2 separate regions of the Mus musculus genome follow, and region 1 is linked to region 2. Evidence: chromatin contacts called from public HiCAR-type data. All regions are on one chromosome and are shown on one strand. The core of a region is the stretch at or near the end of the contact, and the rest is flanking DNA. Distances in the headings are between cores, read along the strand shown.

Region 1 (3,549 bases), core at 405-2,904, 790 kb before region 2:
CAGTCCATTTGAAGCTACCTGCTTACGGAATCCACAGATGTTATGATCATCATGTCCTTTGAGAAGGCCCCATGATTCCAGAGCCCCTGTGACATCAGGGACTTCTCAGATTCCTTCCCTGAGTAGAAAGATGGGAACAACCCTGCCTGAGATGCATCCTCTAAGCACAGAAATCAGGGGAGACAAACAGCATCAGGTTTCAAATAAAAGGTAACCAGAGGGAGGCTATGGAAACCCATCACTGGGCCAGAAAGAATGTAACCAGCAAAAGGAGGCAGAAGACATACTGGAAGCGGAAGCACGTTTCCCTTAATCCTGTCCTGGACCACGTCCAGAGTCCTGATCTCCCAGTCGTGGAGACAGACTGCACAGCTCGGAGGACCCCTGGCCTGCACCACGCACCTGCAAAGCGCATGCATGTACACCCCCTGCTGCGTGTTGCACGCTGCAGACTTCTACCTTACTAACCAGCCCAAAACACAAATTCCCCCTCCCCATAGGAGACTAGGGATCCCCTTGGCCTAGAACACACACCACTCCCCCTCTGTGTAACGCACAAACCCAGCCCCACATTGCTTAAAAGGAACCCGGATACACAATCCGGTAAGCGAAAGCACTGGTGGCTCCCCTTAAGTGACTACCTTCCTCCCTGCTTCATCTCTGTCCAGGATCCTAGGAGCCTCCAAACCAGATAGGAGATGGAAGAGGAACCTCAGAGAAGTACCTCTAAACCTCTACCATGGGACTTGACTCACGGAAGCCTCCAACCCTATGCACAGGTTTGCAACTCCCCTTCCTCCCTATCCTAGGCATGAATCTACCCCACTCCCTGCTCACATTCCCCCATATCCCTCATCACCTTTCCAGCCCTCCCTTCCAGGCCACTTTCTAAACCCGCTGGTTCTCACAACGTGTTGCCTCACACACTCCCTCCGGAGGCTTGAATTAAATCTGCCTCTTTCCATCATATCTACCTAAGCTTGTTCTGATTCCCCGAATTAACCAAGTTCACCCGCCCATCAGGCGCCCACTGACCCTTCCACTGGCGTCCTTTACTCTCCTACAAATCCGCTTTTCACACGCCCCACTTTCCATCTATCTCCCCTTCTGTCATCCTGGTTCAGGACACACCGCCCTTCTATTTTGCTCTCTGACCCTCTGTCAGTCCTAGGGACACCACTTTCCCTTTTTGGCTGTTCCCAGGCAGGTCCCTGCTCTCCAAACCTTCCCTTCCCCATCGGGCACTAGCCGGCTCCTGGCCTGCCGGGTCCGCTCCCTCATCCGCGGTCCTTCTTCCTTCCAGAGTGACCCACACCTGAACCCTGAGCCAGTCCTACCCTCCGGGGTCTGCTCATTATAGCTTTTGCTAGAGCATCCTTGTAAGCAGGAGCTCTCTACCTGCCCAGCGGTTGGGAGAAGCGCGGGACTCCGGAGGCAGAAGGCTGCCCGCTCTCCGGGTGTCCAGGCGCTCTTCCCGCTCGCCATCCCCAGCTCCCCCAGCGCCTAGCCCTCGCCCCGGCGGCGCCCAGCAGCCGCACAAACTTACTTGCGGGTCGGCGGGAGGGGGCTGCGGCGAGCGGTGCGAGCCCCGTAGCGGCGAGTGCGCCCCTCTCGGTGGGGCCGGGCGGCGCTGGCACTGCGCTCCCGCGGCCGCGCGCGGACTGCGCTCAGCCTGACGCAGCCCAGCTCTGCCCCCACCGCCGTCGCCGCCGCCGGGGCCGCGGAGCGCTTGCAGACTTGCTCAGTTTCCGGACCTGCCCGCGTGGAAGCTACCAAGAGCCATCCGCGGCGGGGGAGGCGGCGCCGAGCTGCAGAGCGACGGCCACGAGCTGGAGGCGACCACGCCGGCGGCTCCGGGAAAAGGGGGGGCGAAGCCCTGCTAAAAATAGCTCCTGCGGAAGGAAGCTACCGGCTGCCAGCGCACCCCCTTTCCGCGCGTCCCCGCAGCGAACTCTCGGGCTCCGGGAGCTGGCGTCCTCCTGGACCCCTGCCCTGGGAAACCGTGCCCCAAGAACAGACACCTGCCAGGGTAGCCAGAGCAGAGTCCCAACTCCAGGCTGCGGGGTATGGCACCCCTTCCCGTCCCCGGTCCCCAGAGCTGCCCAGCAGCCCTAGCCTCAGGGCCTTAGACAGAGACATCGAGAAGATACTGGTCTGAAATTATGGGAAAGCTCCTCTGCTACTGACTTACCAAGAGGAAGAAAAAAGTTTTCAGGGTTATTCTGGTGGAATTGGAACGAGAAATCAAGGAAGGCGGGCAAAATACAAAGATCTGGCCAAAGGGTGAAGGTATGGGGCTGTGGGTTGAAAGGGGCTCTGGAAAGATCTCCTTAAATACAAGAGTAGGCTGGGCTTCTCCCCGACTTCTATTTCCGCAGGATTTTACATAATTAGTTGACACTCAGCCTGACCTTGGAGGCACTGTTCCTGTTGCCTGAACTGTAATTTACTTTCCCTGCCTGCTGCCTTCTACTTCCACCGCTCCCACCTTTCCAACTCTGCCTGGGAAATTATGAGAGAGGAGTAGGGGTAGGGGCCAAAGTACAACTAGGTAGACTGGACCTCGGCCCTTTCTTGAAGGAAGTCGGTCCCTTTGCCAAGATGAGACTGCATCAATCCGACCAGCAAATCAGCCCAAAGGCCTCTCAAAACCTGGTAGTGAGTGGGTTCTCACTATTAATCTCCAGGATACCCCACCTCAATTGCTGACAACTAGTGTTATCTCTTCTCTCCTTTGAAAGTGAAACGTCCATCAGTCTGTAAAACGAAAGCCAAGAGGAAAGGGGAGGAGGAAATATTTATACTGAAAAGGAAAAGAAATGAATTTGAGAAAAGCATAGTGATGTACATGCATTTCGTAATGAAACCCATTATTTTTTACCCTGAAAAAATCAATAAAGATTTCAATTATAAGAATGAGATGTTCACATATTTCCTGGGTCAAGTTATAGTTTTAGCTTTTTCTCTGGAAGTCACCAAATTAGATTCATCAGTTAAGAATTCATTGCTTTTATTTGACAGAAGAGGACGTTGAAGCCTGGAGACAACTGTTGCCTGAAATAATACCTAATTGAACCCAAAATCTGCCGGATGAGAAATTACCCAAGTTTAAATATAACCTATTATTTCCTGAAATCCATAGCTGTAGTTAGAGTAAGAAATCAGGAAACTAGGCGCAGTTTTCAGTGCAGCTAATGAATTTGGTAATCTTGTTTTCTCTACTTGTAAGAAGGAAATCCAGAGCCTAGATTTTGCGTTCTCTTGAAAGTGACTATTTTATCCCAGTTCATTTATGTCTTTTGAGGTTATGCATGGACTAGAACTGAGCTTCACCAAGAGCTCACAGTACATGCTCAATAAAAATGCATTCACTTGCCATTATTGAGACTTAGGAAAGCTTGGCTTGCCAACAGAAGGCACACGGTTGTACTTTTTAACAGCGCTATAACAGTGTATGTCTCTGCTCAAGACATACTCCTAAATCAGATCCTTCAATTTGCAATCACAGTCTAGTTTTATGTTTAACTTTCTTTCCTCTGAAGCTATCTC
Region 2 (3,749 bases), core at 1,210-3,709:
GCCTATGAACAACTACACAAATATATAAAATATATTTATTTGCTCTTTTCCCAATTAAACAACTTTCACAGATTTTTGGTAGTTAATAAATCACACCACTCAAATAAGCCAGCAAAATGTTTTACGACCTATAACACAGAGTAGCATCAGCAATTAGTTCCAATGCTTTAATCTTCAATTATATGAGGTGGACATAGAAGAGAAAAAAAAATGAATGTAGCTAATTGAGAAGATAACAAAGTCTTCCCAAGTAGAATCAGATGGTCTTTGTAGCATACAATCAATTAATATTAATTATTTATTAACAATCTAGGCGACAGTCATGAACTAAAACCATTTGCATTTAATGTTTCTAACCACTTTTTTATACTAAACATCATTTGGTACAATAAACTGTACAATGTAAACAAAAGGCTCTGATCAACTCAGCATCAAAACGGAGAAGGTAATTAGATGGCACAGAGAACCCAAAAAGTGAAAGTCTTCCAGGACAGTGTTGCCACAGGATTAGGTAGGCTTTCCGCCAAAAGTGAGGTCCACTCCTTGGTTTGAAATAAGTTGTTTAGACTGAGAACTGGCACACAGGGACAGAAATCCACTGAGTTAAAGCCAGGGAATTACATCTGAGAGGCAGGGAGTGTGAGTGTACTATATTATGCATATTGAATAATCAACTGTAGCAAGCTATGTATAGCCTGCCCCCAATCTCAAGGACAAGTTGTATGATAAGATTTATTTTTAAACTACACCAAAAAGAAATTCTGACTTGCATGTAGGGTACCTATGAGGTAAGGGTAATACTAAAGCAATATACTAAAATTACATGATAATTAGTTTTAAACGAGTAGCCAGATCCTCAACAACACGGAAAATCAGAAATACATCACAGAACTCATAAAATATTATTGTTATTATTATCATCATCATCATCTTCTTCAAATTAATAAGGCCTTTAACTTTTTTTAGATTAAAGGATTGAAGATATATTGCAGGCCTATCGAACACACAGGAATAATTTTCCTAAGGTGAAAAAAGTTGGCCTAGAAGAATTTAGTGAGATTGTGGATTTCTGGCAGGCAGGTGTCTCTGGCACCGCAGGGACCCGCACCCAGGGACCCAGGGGTAGGGGTCAGGAACTAGGAACAGCACCAGAGTATGGGCTACCTTGAACTCAAATCCTGTGAGCCCAGAAGCAAAGGAGGCCCCTCCCAGTGGGGACTCCGCTCCTTGACCAGTGGCAAACTGAAGCCCGCCCTACACAGTGTCCAGGCGCCGTGAGTGGGACCCACCCGAAGTCCCCGGGTGCAGCCCAATACCGCGGCAGGCAGGGAGGGGGTGCGCGGCAGGCAGGGAGGGGGTGCGCGGCTGTCTCCAACAGAGGCGCGAACTTTTACACCTACTTTTTGTTTCACTTCGGGTTTGGCAAAGCGTTTGGTACCGCCCAGGACTGGGTCCCCAGACACTGATTTTCCACCGCACTGGGGAAGTTACCTCCCTAGCCCGGTGGCCTCCACCAGCTCTGAGAACTTCATCCCGGGTTACCAAGACATGCTCCCAAGAGTGGTAGGCCAACCGCCAGGACAACAACAAGGACAACAATCATACTAAGCTCTGCGGGAGCGGATTGTCCTGTTAGATTTCAGCATAAAAAGGGCGACGATTGCAGCAAACCAGAGTTGAAATAACCGAGAACCCGGGAGCGCGAAGGTTGGAGAAACACTGGGCTGCGGCTGCCCGGCGCTCCAACTGGCTGTGCATCTGTCTGCGGCCGTCTGGTTTTCCCTGATAGCTTGCAAAGTTTGACAAATCTCGAGGACTAGGAGCGGATCTCCCCGAGTGTCTCCCATCTTTCCCTCCGCGTGCGCCCCTCTCCCAGGAACCGATCCCACCAACTCCCAGTCCCGCGCGCAAACTTACGTTTGATCTGCCGGGGTTTACTCTGCTTTCGCCGGGACATTTCGGCCGCGGCCGCTGCCGCTGGGGTTCCTGCGGTGTCTGCGGTTCCCGCTACGGTTCCCTGGGTTGTCGCCGCCTCTGCCTCTGGGCAGGCTCGGGCCGCCGCCGGTCGGACTCCAGGTGCTCCGTGCGCTCGGGATCCCGGAGCTAGGCTCCTCCGGGAGCGGCGGATCCACGTTTGGAGATGAGCAAGCAAATGAGAGGCCGAGCAAGGGGCAGAGAGAGTGTGACAGGGAAGAGGGGAGGGGGCGACGGATAGAGCGATGGGGCTGTGGGGGGGAGGATGGGAATCTAGGAGCGATCGGCCAGGCAGAGAGAAAAGGGGAAGAAGGGGGTGGAGGGGTAAGAGAAGGAAGAGAAGGAGGGAGGGGAGGAGAGAGCGCAGGGGGACCCGGGCTGCGAGGGGCGGAGGGTGCGGGAGGAGGCGCGCGCTCGCTCTCCGTGTCCCCGGCTGCCGGGCAGAGACTCAGGCGCCGCCGCTGCCGCTCCGGGCCGCGCCGCGCTCGCACTGCTGCGGGAGGTGGCGAGGCGCGCGAGGGAGGGGCGCGCCCGGGCTGTGGGGAGGGGAGACTATGCCATCAGCGAAAGGAGGATTGGCTGCATCCAAAGCCAGTCCGGATGCAAACTCACAGCCCGGCCTCGGTCGCGTGGAGTGCAAGGGGATCGCGGCGTGGGTGGGAGTTGAAGGGGTTGATGGGGTGGGGGGAGACGTGAGGTTTGGAGGGGGCCACCTTCTGCATTTGTCACCGCGTCAATGCTGGGCAGCTGCCAGGCCACCCTTCCCCCGCTCCCCTTCCAGCAACTTCTTCCAACAGCCTCTTCCAATGGACCCTCTAACTCTCCTCCCTAATGCCTCGCCCATCTAGCAGGGCACAAAGAAATCTCAGTCTCCTTCCATAAACTTTGTGCTTCCAGTTACTGCTCCCCTCCTGGAGCCCCTGCCCTCCGCCCTCACAGTTTCTTGGCAGGAAGGTTAGGCCACTGGCAAAGTCCCCAGCGAAAGCCAGCTGATCACAAATGCCAACTGTGTGTCTTGGGGCCCGTTAAGTCCTCTCATCTGCCTGGGCTCTCAGGAGACCATTTCATCGCTGTCAGAGTTCCCAGGAGACTGCTGCGGACCCGGACCATCCCCCACTAGGCCCACAAGAGTCGGGTGATGAGCTGCGCTCAAAGTGCTTTTCTGCATCTTGCTTGAGTTTCCATTTGAAATAGTAAAATCCCGGAATCGGAAGTCAGGCAGATATTTTTCTCACATCCAAAAGGACGAAGGTTAGCTAGATTATTCGTTGTAGGTAGGAAGGGAACTATCATCTCTAATAGGAAATACTAACTTTTTATGAAGTCTGTGGAAGTTCTGCAGCTCCACCCTGCCCCCATGACCTTCCATTCTCCTAGTTCTGCCACAGGGAAGCACCGTGGAGCTAATAAAAGATTTGATCTTGTCCTAATTTTTCAATCAGGTAAGACCCAACAACTATTTCCTGGTTCTTTGGTTTATTGAGTTCTGTGTCTTTCTTATTTATTCAATGTATGCTTACGGTTTGAGAAATGGTAAGGCACAAGAGAACATTATTTTGAGGGGATTGCATAGGATTGTTTTTGTAAAATTAAGGTGAGCAAGGTTAGCTTAGGTTCCCACAGTTTTGCATAGGGTGAGTACAAAATGCAATTCTTTCCGGTGTGCTGAAGGGATGGGGTTGTGTGGAATCAGCTACTTTATGTATCATTATTTACTAATAAACTCCTGTGAAGTTGCCATGGATTCCCTAGATACTGCCAGTTTCCCCAAGGAG

Evidence for each region. HiCAR-type assays count read pairs that join an accessible place to other places.
Region 1: a HiCAR-type map of astrocytes shows a contact between it and region 2, with 2.3 times the contacts expected there. The contact joins the promoter of Oxr1 here to the promoter of Zfpm2 in region 2. A contact is called at or near these places in 1 of 39 promoter capture datasets (liver) and 1 of 115 datasets of contacts at active chromatin or transcription factors (astrocytes).

The regions. Positions count from the first base shown.
Region 1 is chr15:41,445,587-41,449,135 of GRCm38.p6, reverse strand. Oxr1 (oxidation resistance 1) reads right to left here and starts at 1,654. Exons shown (of 17, transcript NM_001130166.1): 1 at 1,547-1,654.
Region 2 is chr15:40,653,752-40,657,500 of GRCm38.p6, reverse strand. Zfpm2 (zinc finger protein, multitype 2) reads right to left here and starts at 2,459. Exons shown (of 8, transcript NM_011766.5): 1 at 1,918-2,459. The coding sequence starts at 1,957.